Regions from separate parts of the Sus scrofa genome. Here region 2 is linked to region 1. A link is a contact called in public Hi-C data. All regions are on one chromosome and are shown on one strand. Each heading gives the region's core, a stretch centred on a gene start, on an enhancer-like site or on the middle of the called end of the contact. The rest is flanking DNA. Distances are from core to core; before and after follow the strand shown.

The links. A called contact is a pair of places that touch in the nucleus more often than the background predicts.
Region 2: a contact with region 1 is called in a Hi-C map of skeletal muscle, with 3 times the contacts expected there. The contact joins the enhancer-like site here to the promoter of ZMAT2 in region 1. A contact is called at or near these places in 1 of 5 promoter capture datasets (fetal liver), 7 of 47 Hi-C or Micro-C datasets (alveolar macrophages, embryonic fibroblasts, liver and 4 more) and 2 of 2 datasets of contacts at active chromatin or transcription factors (alveolar macrophages and skeletal muscle).

The regions. Positions count from the first base shown.
Region 1 is chr2:142,409,008-142,413,262 of Sscrofa11.1, forward strand. ZMAT2 (zinc finger matrin-type protein 2) reads left to right here and starts at 1,963. Exons shown (of 6, transcript XM_003354316.4): 1 at 1,963-2,114; 2 at 2,447-2,540; 3 at 3,644-3,767. The coding sequence starts at 2,097. LOC100521256 (probable histidine--tRNA ligase, mitochondrial) reads left to right here. Exons shown (of 12, transcript XM_013995242.2): 12 at 423-1,246. The coding sequence ends at 482.
Region 2 is chr2:142,015,626-142,019,880 of Sscrofa11.1, forward strand. The region is part of intron 3 of PFDN1 (prefoldin subunit 1); the gene reads right to left. Among named protein-coding and RNA genes, the nearest start is that of PFDN1, 60 kb to the right of the region's middle. Within about 2 kb of position 2,191, at least 12 of the 83 cell types and tissues checked have an H3K27ac peak or open chromatin away from gene starts, as enhancers often do. A contact at or near this core is called in alveolar macrophages, omental adipose tissue, retroperitoneal adipose tissue and 1 more, where this site is marked.

The sequences.
Region 1 (4,255 bases), core at 713-3,212:
GGAACCTCCATATGCCGCAGGAGCGGCCCAAAGAAATAGCAAAAAGACAAAAAAAAAAAAAAAAAAAAAAGAAAAGAAAAGAAATACGTATCTTCTGGCTAAGGAAATATCTCCAGGGTTTATAGTGATAGAGATGAATGAGTACCCCCTCCAGGCAGCCATTGTAGCCAATGATGGCTGGGCAGGCAAGAAGACAAATGAAATCTCTTTGGGTATCTGGAGATAAAATAAACATAGATCCGGTGTTTGAATCCCTTTAGTCTTGAGCTCCTACCTTCTTCAGGTCAGCTTGAAGCCCAGACTCCCTACCGGTTGCATAGGTCATGGGAATAGTTGCCAAATTAAATGAATCTGGAAAAGCAGTGTCTGAGGTGCTAGTATCACTCTCTAGTTTGTCACATGAAGATTCTCTTATGTTTCAGGTGGCCATTAAGCGAGAAAATCTTGTGGCTGAAATTCAGAAGCGACTATCTGAGTCTTGATCCTTGCCTGAATGCCACCTGCTGCTCTTTGTAGAAAAGGTTTCATCTAGGACTGAGTTCCTGTTCCACAACTTTACAACTGCTGGCCAGGATGGCTGACTCGTGCCTACGCATCCTCCATCTTTTCTGGGTACAGAATTGTAGGAGGTCCTGAGGACTCTGGGGCTAGTGAGAGCAGCTATACTGCATGGGCGCAGATGGCTGGTATGTGACAGAGACATGCTCTAACTGCAGAGGCAGATGGCAGACTTGCAGTGCCGTTGAACGCTGCCAACATGTGCTAATAAGATGGTTGCTGTGAACAAGTCTCTGGGAAAGTCACCTCAGGTTGAGACGATTCTGAACCACTGAGATCAGAAGTCATGTCTTAGCCTTCCACTCTTCGCTTCTGAACCAAATTCTGGGCAGTTTGACCACTGTGTGGTCTTGGCCTGTCCAGGGAGTTTTTGGTAAACAGCAAGAAGGGGCAATGACTGCTCTCTGTTTTGTTTGAGGACAGAGATGCTAGCCCAAGGGCCCAGCAGTGCCCATATTAATATGACGTCTCTCTAGCCTACCCAGTGTTAATCAGGGTGAGGCCGTCTGTTTAATAATCTTGAATGTTGAATTTAATAGGCGACCTGACAAGATGGAGATCTGATCTTTTGAGACTTTGGAGACCATTACCTATGCCTGCTCTAACTAGTCCATGTCCTGCCGTGGAGGTGGCTGTTCTAGAAGTGGTTGTATAATATATTAAATAAAATATTAAATCTAGAAGCTTGGGTAATTTGTTATCGAGGGATTTGTTTGCATAGGCCATAGAAAACGCTTGAGTGCACACTGGAGGATGCAGTGAGCTAAGAGGAACGTCCCTGGGGTGATGTTTTATTTTTGGTGAAGGGAACAGCCATGCTTCCTCCTCCCCGCAGCTGTGAGATACAGTCACCTCACTAAGTCAGTGTGTAGTGTGACATTTGCTAGAGTTCTTCACCCTAGAGTGTTGCTGATGACTGGCCTTCCCAGGTCCGATCGTGTTGATTAAATTGTGCCCTGTAGATTGAATAATTGTGATGTTTCTCAGTTGAAGGAAAAATGAGTTAACCAAGGGGTGATAGCATTGCTTCAAGATAAAGAGACAAAATGCAAACAGCGCTTTCAGTTTGTGCATTAGGAAGACTACAGCCTGTGCAAACTCTTAGGAGCTCTGGGGCCCTATCTTCAGTGCACACAGGTAAAGAGGCATCTAGAGCCCCTGATAACAGAACTTCAGCCTTAAGAAGGTTTGGAAACTCTTGGCAGTGCACGCAGGTTGGTTAGACTAGACCGGAGGGCGCTGATCTGAACTTCATTTTCCTCTTACGTAAAATGGAAGGGTTGAATCTGTGCTTGTTTTTAAAGCCAGGGTGAAAAACCCTCGCAGGCGCCCTTACTTCCGCGTTGCTTCATACTCCCCTTGCGCATGCGCCATTTCCTTGGAGCAGGGGCGGGGCCGACGATCTTGTTTTAGAAATCCTCCAGTCCTTAGCTCGTTTAGAACACGAGACTCTAAGCTTATTGGAGGGCGGGCTTGCCTTACGGCGCAAGGCCGCTTTTTACGGCATTTTCCGGCTTTCCATTCACTTCGCTGTGAAGATGGCGTCGGGTAGCGGGGTAGGTGTTGTGTGTGAGGAGGCTTGGGATGGGGGGTGCGGGGCGGCTTTTCGGCGCTGAATACCCCGCACCCGCCTGGCTTCCCGACACCTCCTGGCGATCTAACCGCCTTGGTTTGAGAGCTCCCCCGTAAGGCCCTGGCGCAGGGTCATCGGAAGCGGGAAGGTCTCGGGTTGGGGTCCTGAGGCAACCTCAGCCTCCCGGTGCTGTCCGGAGAGGCTTCGCTCTTCCCAGGTCCCGGGGCCGCCTTAGCGGCTGGGGAGCGGTTTCTTCTGTTTGTCCAGGGGTCGGACACGATTAGCGACGAATCTTCAGCCCCTTTTCCCCCACAGGCAAAAAACTTGGACTTTCGCCGAAAGTGGGACAAAGATGAATATGAGAAGCTTGCGGAGAAGAGGCTCACAGAAGAGAGAGAAAAGAAGGATGGTGGGTGCCTGTTCCATCAAGTGCTAAGTGTACTGCAGATGCGAAGCAATGGTTAGCGAGTCGGTGGGGGGTTGAAACGCGCTGCCCCCTTTCCTGTGTAACCTCCGGCAGAATAGTGCCTCCCTGGCTCCTCAGGTAGAAAAGTAAGATAGGCGTGAGGAGATGAACTGAAATGGTTTGGAGGTGCTTTCCGGCTCTGCGGTTCCCTGCTTCCTTGCCCTTCCTTTGCTTGGCTCATTTAGTGCTTTCCTCAAGTACAGGGAAGACAGTGGAATCCTCAGTAGTGATCCTCAGAAGAAGTTAAGTGGAGTGTTTTTGCTGCTGTGTATTGCTGCTATTGAACGTGGGATTCTTAACACCGGATTCTTAACCTGGGGAACGTGGGATTGATTGTTTCATCTAGTGCTTACGGCTGTTCTCTGTGCCTTACATTTTGTCAGGGAGTTGGTCTTATTTTCTTTTCTGTTTTCAGACTTGTACTTTCTTTTGCTTTACTTGCATACTCCAGCACTTTTGGTTTTTATGTAACTCATGCAATAGTACTTGGCATATAGCAGATATTTCCTAGATAATAGTTCTTCTTTAAAAAACTTCCCCAGCTCTCAGAAGATTGCCGTGTTACACATGGGGTATCTGTCTGAAAACACTAAATGAGTGGTCTTGCTTTTCTTTTCTTTTTTGTCTTTTTAGCAGCATTCGCAGCATATGAAGGTTCCCAGTCTAGGGGTCGAGTCCGAGCCATAGCTGCTGGCCTACACCACAGCTCACAGCAACACCGGATTCTTAACCCACTGAGGCCAGGGATCAAACCTACGTCCTCATGGATACTAGTCAGATTCATTTCCGCTGAGCCAGGATGGGAACGCCATAGACTTGTTGGCTTTAAAGTGGAGAAAAGATGTAGGGAGTTAAGGATTGCTTATCATTTTTGCTGTGTTGAAATTCTCTGTAGCTACTGCTAGAAGGGACTCTTTTGTCCCTTGCTTCAGGTTTCAAAAAAGAAATGAAGGTAGACTTCTGGATTTTGCATTTTATGCATTTCTTTTCCTTTCTGGCTAAGGATCTCTGATAATGAAGCGACTTCCTTCCCCATTATATTCCAGGAAAGCCCGTGCAGCCAGTCAAGCGAGAGCTTCTCCGGCATAGAGATTACAAGGTGGACCTGGAATCCAAGCTCGGGAAGACAATTGTCATTACCAAGACTACCCCACAGTCTGAGATGGGAGGGTAAGTGGCTTTTCATTTATCTCTGCATCCAGGAGTAAGTCACATAAAACTAGGTTGGTTTCAGGAAGTGTTGAGCAGGATACTTGGCCCCAGAATAATAACCTTGTTTTCTGTCATTCCATGCTTTGTTCTCCAAGGCCTCAAGTTAACATAATAGTGTCTCTACGAGGTGTCACTCTGTAGGCTTTGTTATATTAGTACTATAACTACTTCTTAATATCTTAAAGGGAATTGTTTGTTCTCCTGCCAGAGGAAGACATGAAGGAAAGGTCTACTGAGGAGATGTCTAGGGGAGGAATTAGGTGAAGCTAGAATGAAGCCCAGGAGCTGTTGATGGTGGATAAAGGGGGTTAAGGTTGTGGACTAACTAGCTGCAAAGGTTGTAGTTGTTACGGATTTCCTGGTTGTGCACCTTGCTATTAGACCAAGACTATAAGCTTTAGAAAGAAGGCTCCCACAGGAACTCTCCTTCCTTTGGCCCACCACTA
Region 2 (4,255 bases), core at 941-3,440, 390 kb before region 1:
TTTCTTGGCCACACGGTGGCCAGAGTCATCTTTGAACATTTAAAACTCTCCAATGGCGTCCTATCTCTTGCAAAACAAAAGGTAAAGCCTTTTCAAAAAGCTCTGTCTAGTTTTGGAGTTGTGGTTCAGCGGTAACAAACCCAACTAGTATCCATGAGGATACGGGTTCAATCCCTGGCCTCACTGGGTGGTTAGAGATCCTGCATTGCTGTGGCTCTGGTGTAGGGTGGCAGCTGCAGCTCTGATGAGACCCTAGCCTAGGAACCTCCATGTGCCAGAGGTATGGCCCTAAAAAGACCAAAAAACAAAAAAACAAAACAAAAAAAAGTTATGCATAGGTTTTTTTGTTTTAGGGGTGTACCCGTGGCACATGGAGGTTCCCAGGCTAGGGGTCTCATCAGAGATGCAGCCCCCGGCCTACACCACAGCCACGCCAGATCTGAGCTTTGTCTGAGACCGACACCACAGCTCATGGCAATGCCAGACCCTAAACCCACTGAGCGAGGCCAGGGTTCGAGCTCGCAACCTCATGGTTCCTAGTTGGATTCACTTCCACTGCTCCACGACGGGAGCTCCAGCGACATAGTCTTGCTCTTCGCTAACTCTCTGACCTCCCCTCCCTCCCACTCATTTAGCTCTGGGCACACTGGCCTCCAACCCATCAGGCGCGCTCCTGCCTATCCTTTGTCCTGGGGTCTATGGGTAGGAACCCCCGTCTCCAGAGAGCCGAGTGACTTGCTCCTTCGCCTCCTTCAGATCCTTCTCAAAGGTCACCTTGTGGGAAAGGCCTTCTAGATCACAGGCAGCCCACGCTCTATCCTCCTCACCCTGATTTTCCTCCAGAGCGCCCGAGGCCCCCTGAAGCCGCATCTGTCGCCTGCCTGCCTGCCCTCGCGAGAAGAAAGGGTCCCCGAGGGCAAGACTGTGTTCTCCTCCTCGACGCGGGCCCGGTGTCTGGAGGCACGGCTGGTTCACGACAGGAGCTCAGGACGTGCTGCCCACACGTGCCCGCCGCGGGGAAAGGACGCCTGCCTGATGGCCCCGCACGCGCGCCTTCTCGCGTCCTCTCCGCTTGCGGAACGAGGACCGCCCGCCAGAGGGCGCGACGGCAGAGGCCGACCACGCTCCTCCCGCGGGGTGCTTTTCGGGGTCTGGCCCTGCCCTCTGACCTCTGCCCCTAGACTCAAGCTCGGCCCTCACGGATCCCGACGGGCATCCGAATCTTGCTCCCACAAACAGGCCCTAAGAGTCAAGCCCTCACGATGTCCCCGGTCAACCCATGACACTATAGAACAAACCGTCCCAAGTTCCTGTGTCCTGGGGTTGGAAGTCCCGCTCCAGGTGCCATCACGTCGGAGCTGCTGCCACGACAAGGGGGCGATGTTTGCTAGGAAACTCCGGGAGGCGCTTAACCGCCCCCCCCCACCACCACCACCAGGAGCCCCAGGAAGGCCTAGGCGCCCTTCCGCCTCGCCAAGGGACCTCCCTCCAATCCCGTTCCTAGGAAGTTCTCTAGTGCCTTCCAACCACAGAGCTCTGGGTGCAGCCACTCTCTGGTGTGGCCTGGTCCTGACGTCCAATTCTGAGGTTTCCTGTAGGGCTCGGCACGACCAGGGAGGTGACATGGTTGGAGCTACTGCGCATCAGCCTGAGGTTCTTCTTTCCGGGCATCGGACTGAGGAGCTGGTGTTTCATTCCCATCCTCTCACAGAGGAAAGAGGCCAAGTCCAGAACTTTGCTGACATGACACAATCAGACAGACTCCCGAGGTAATTCATCTCGTGACACCATCTCTAGAGACTTTTTTCTTTTCTTAGGAACTTTGCCTCTCTCTCTTTCTCTAAAGTAGTTTTGGTTTGTCTGTCATTTCTTAGGGTGTAGAAAAGTTTCCCCCCTCACTTTTTATTCCCCCACTTGTAAAATGAGGATTTAGACAACCCCAAATTACAAACCCAAGGGCCTCCCTGGGTCTCCTGCTCGCTCAGTTCTGCAGAGCCCTACGACGGCCAGAGGGGCCAGCGGGCCACACGGAGCAAGCTCAGCTAGTGGCCAAAGGCGCTGAAGGCTGAGCAGGCACGTCTTGGCAGGTGGGGTGAAATGCGAAGGCGGCAGGAGGAAGAGAAAAACAAAGGCAAGGCGGGGGCCCAATGAGAGAAGTTAGAAAGGGAAATGAGACAGCTGGGCAGAGCCCCGAAAGTGCAAGTGCTGTGACGGCCTGAGTGGGTGTGGAGTGCTCACCACAGGCAGGAAAGACAGGCCGAACCGGACCGGAACTGGTACAAAAGAAACAAGGGAGCGGAGGATGCTCGTCCACTGTTGAACTCATCTGGGCACATCCACTTCACCGTCAAGGACACAACTGGGCTGCAACGGAACTGCTAAGCTGCACGTGGCTGGGAGACAAACTCAAAGAATGGGAAAGCAATTTTACGCGTGGAGCAGGAGAATAAAAAGAAATCTCAACAGGGGTTACTGTCTTTTAACAAATGCTTTCGAGACATCTTCCAGCGGTCCCTCTCCCGAGAGACAGGCACACAAGACTTGGATCACCTGAGCACTGACCTTGTTGCTCCTCCCAGATGCTCTTTCATGTGCTAAAGAGACTCTGCCGCTGCCACTGTAGGGGTCAGACTCCCGAATCCCACTTTTGATCCCCTGCTCAATCTACCCAAGACAAACCTCTATGCTACGCGAGCATTTCCTCCCAATGACAATGTTTAGCCTTTTAGGCCCCTAGAGTTCATGCGATCTCTACCTACTATCGCCTCCCTAACACATCAGTTTCCCTTAAGTCCCAGAAAAAGGCCCGTCCTCAGACAACCTGAGGAAGAAAGTTCCTAAGTTCAGAGCAAGAAGGGGCAATGTTCCCATGTAAATGGCAGACGGAGATCAGGCCTCCTCCAAAGAGGTATTACATTTGTGGGCACCAAGCTTAAAAGGCATAAGGCAAGCCAATAAATCATGTCAAGTGATAAACACATGACGTAGGTAGGGACATTTGGCTCAGAGAAGATTCAAGGGAGAAGGAACCCAACTATGACCTTCCATATCCAAAGCGATGGCTCTCTTAAAGTGTGGCCCCCAGACCAGCAGCATCGGCAACACTGGGGAACTTGTTAGAAATGCACATTCTTGGGCCCCAAGCCAGACCCACTAAATCAGAAACTCTAGGGATGACACCTGGCAATGTGTTTTCACAAGCCCTCCAGGCAAGTCTGCTGACGTCCAGTGAATTTTGAGAACCTCGTTCAGAAGTGGAAGTCACCAAACTTTTTCTATGCAGGGCCAGACAGTAAATAGTCGAGGTTTTGTGGGGTTGCTTCTATCACAACTATTCAACTCTGCCACTGCAGTGCAGAAGCAACAAAGAAAATACGTCAACAAATGGGCATAACTGTGTTGTAAAAACGCAAAAACAAATGAGCCAGACCTGGCCGGCAGGGTATGGTTTTCGAACCTCTGTTCTTAAAAAAGAGCGAGCCTTCAAAAGGAGCACTGAATCTAACCGGCAGAGGTTTTCTCTTCCAATGAAAACTGCCTCATCAAAGGATAAATTTCCATTCATTCATCCAAGCCTACTGCCAAATGATGGTTCCTCTTTTTTCCCTCCCAAACCCCTGGTTCTTGAAATCAGTAGCATCATGGGGTGCCACCCTCTTCCCCCCTCCTTGCTGCCTCGACCCATCAGTACCCTCATTCAGATGGCTCACTGTCTTTCTCTCCACGACTGCTGCCCCACTCAAGGGGACTTCAACAAGACTGAAGATGATCCATCCAATACCGTGACCGCCTCTCCCCTCACAATTTTCACCTGAGCCACCCAGACCACGGCCGTACCAAGACATCCTGACACCACCAGTAACAGCAGCTCCCCCAGGATTTCAGCTCCACTACCACTACTTCCTACTTTTTTAGCTTACTTCTATCTAGTAACTCTCCCTCCAGCACTTCTTCAACTTTGTCACTCAAGTTTTTCATGATCCATTCTGCTTCCATGCTTCTCCCTCCCACACACAGTCCACTACTTGTATTTATTCTGCTTGTGAACCCCCTTTGCTCCTCTCTCCCTCTGCGGGACTTACCTGGCAAAATGCCAACCCAAGCTAAACCAACCATCGACCATGACTGTTCCCAAATATGTTAGTACCCAAACAGCTGAATGCTGCTGGAGAAAAACACTTAACTGCGCTGCATGGTTTCACTTTACATGCGGGACCATGAATCTCAAATAGGCACTCACCACTATCCAGAAATT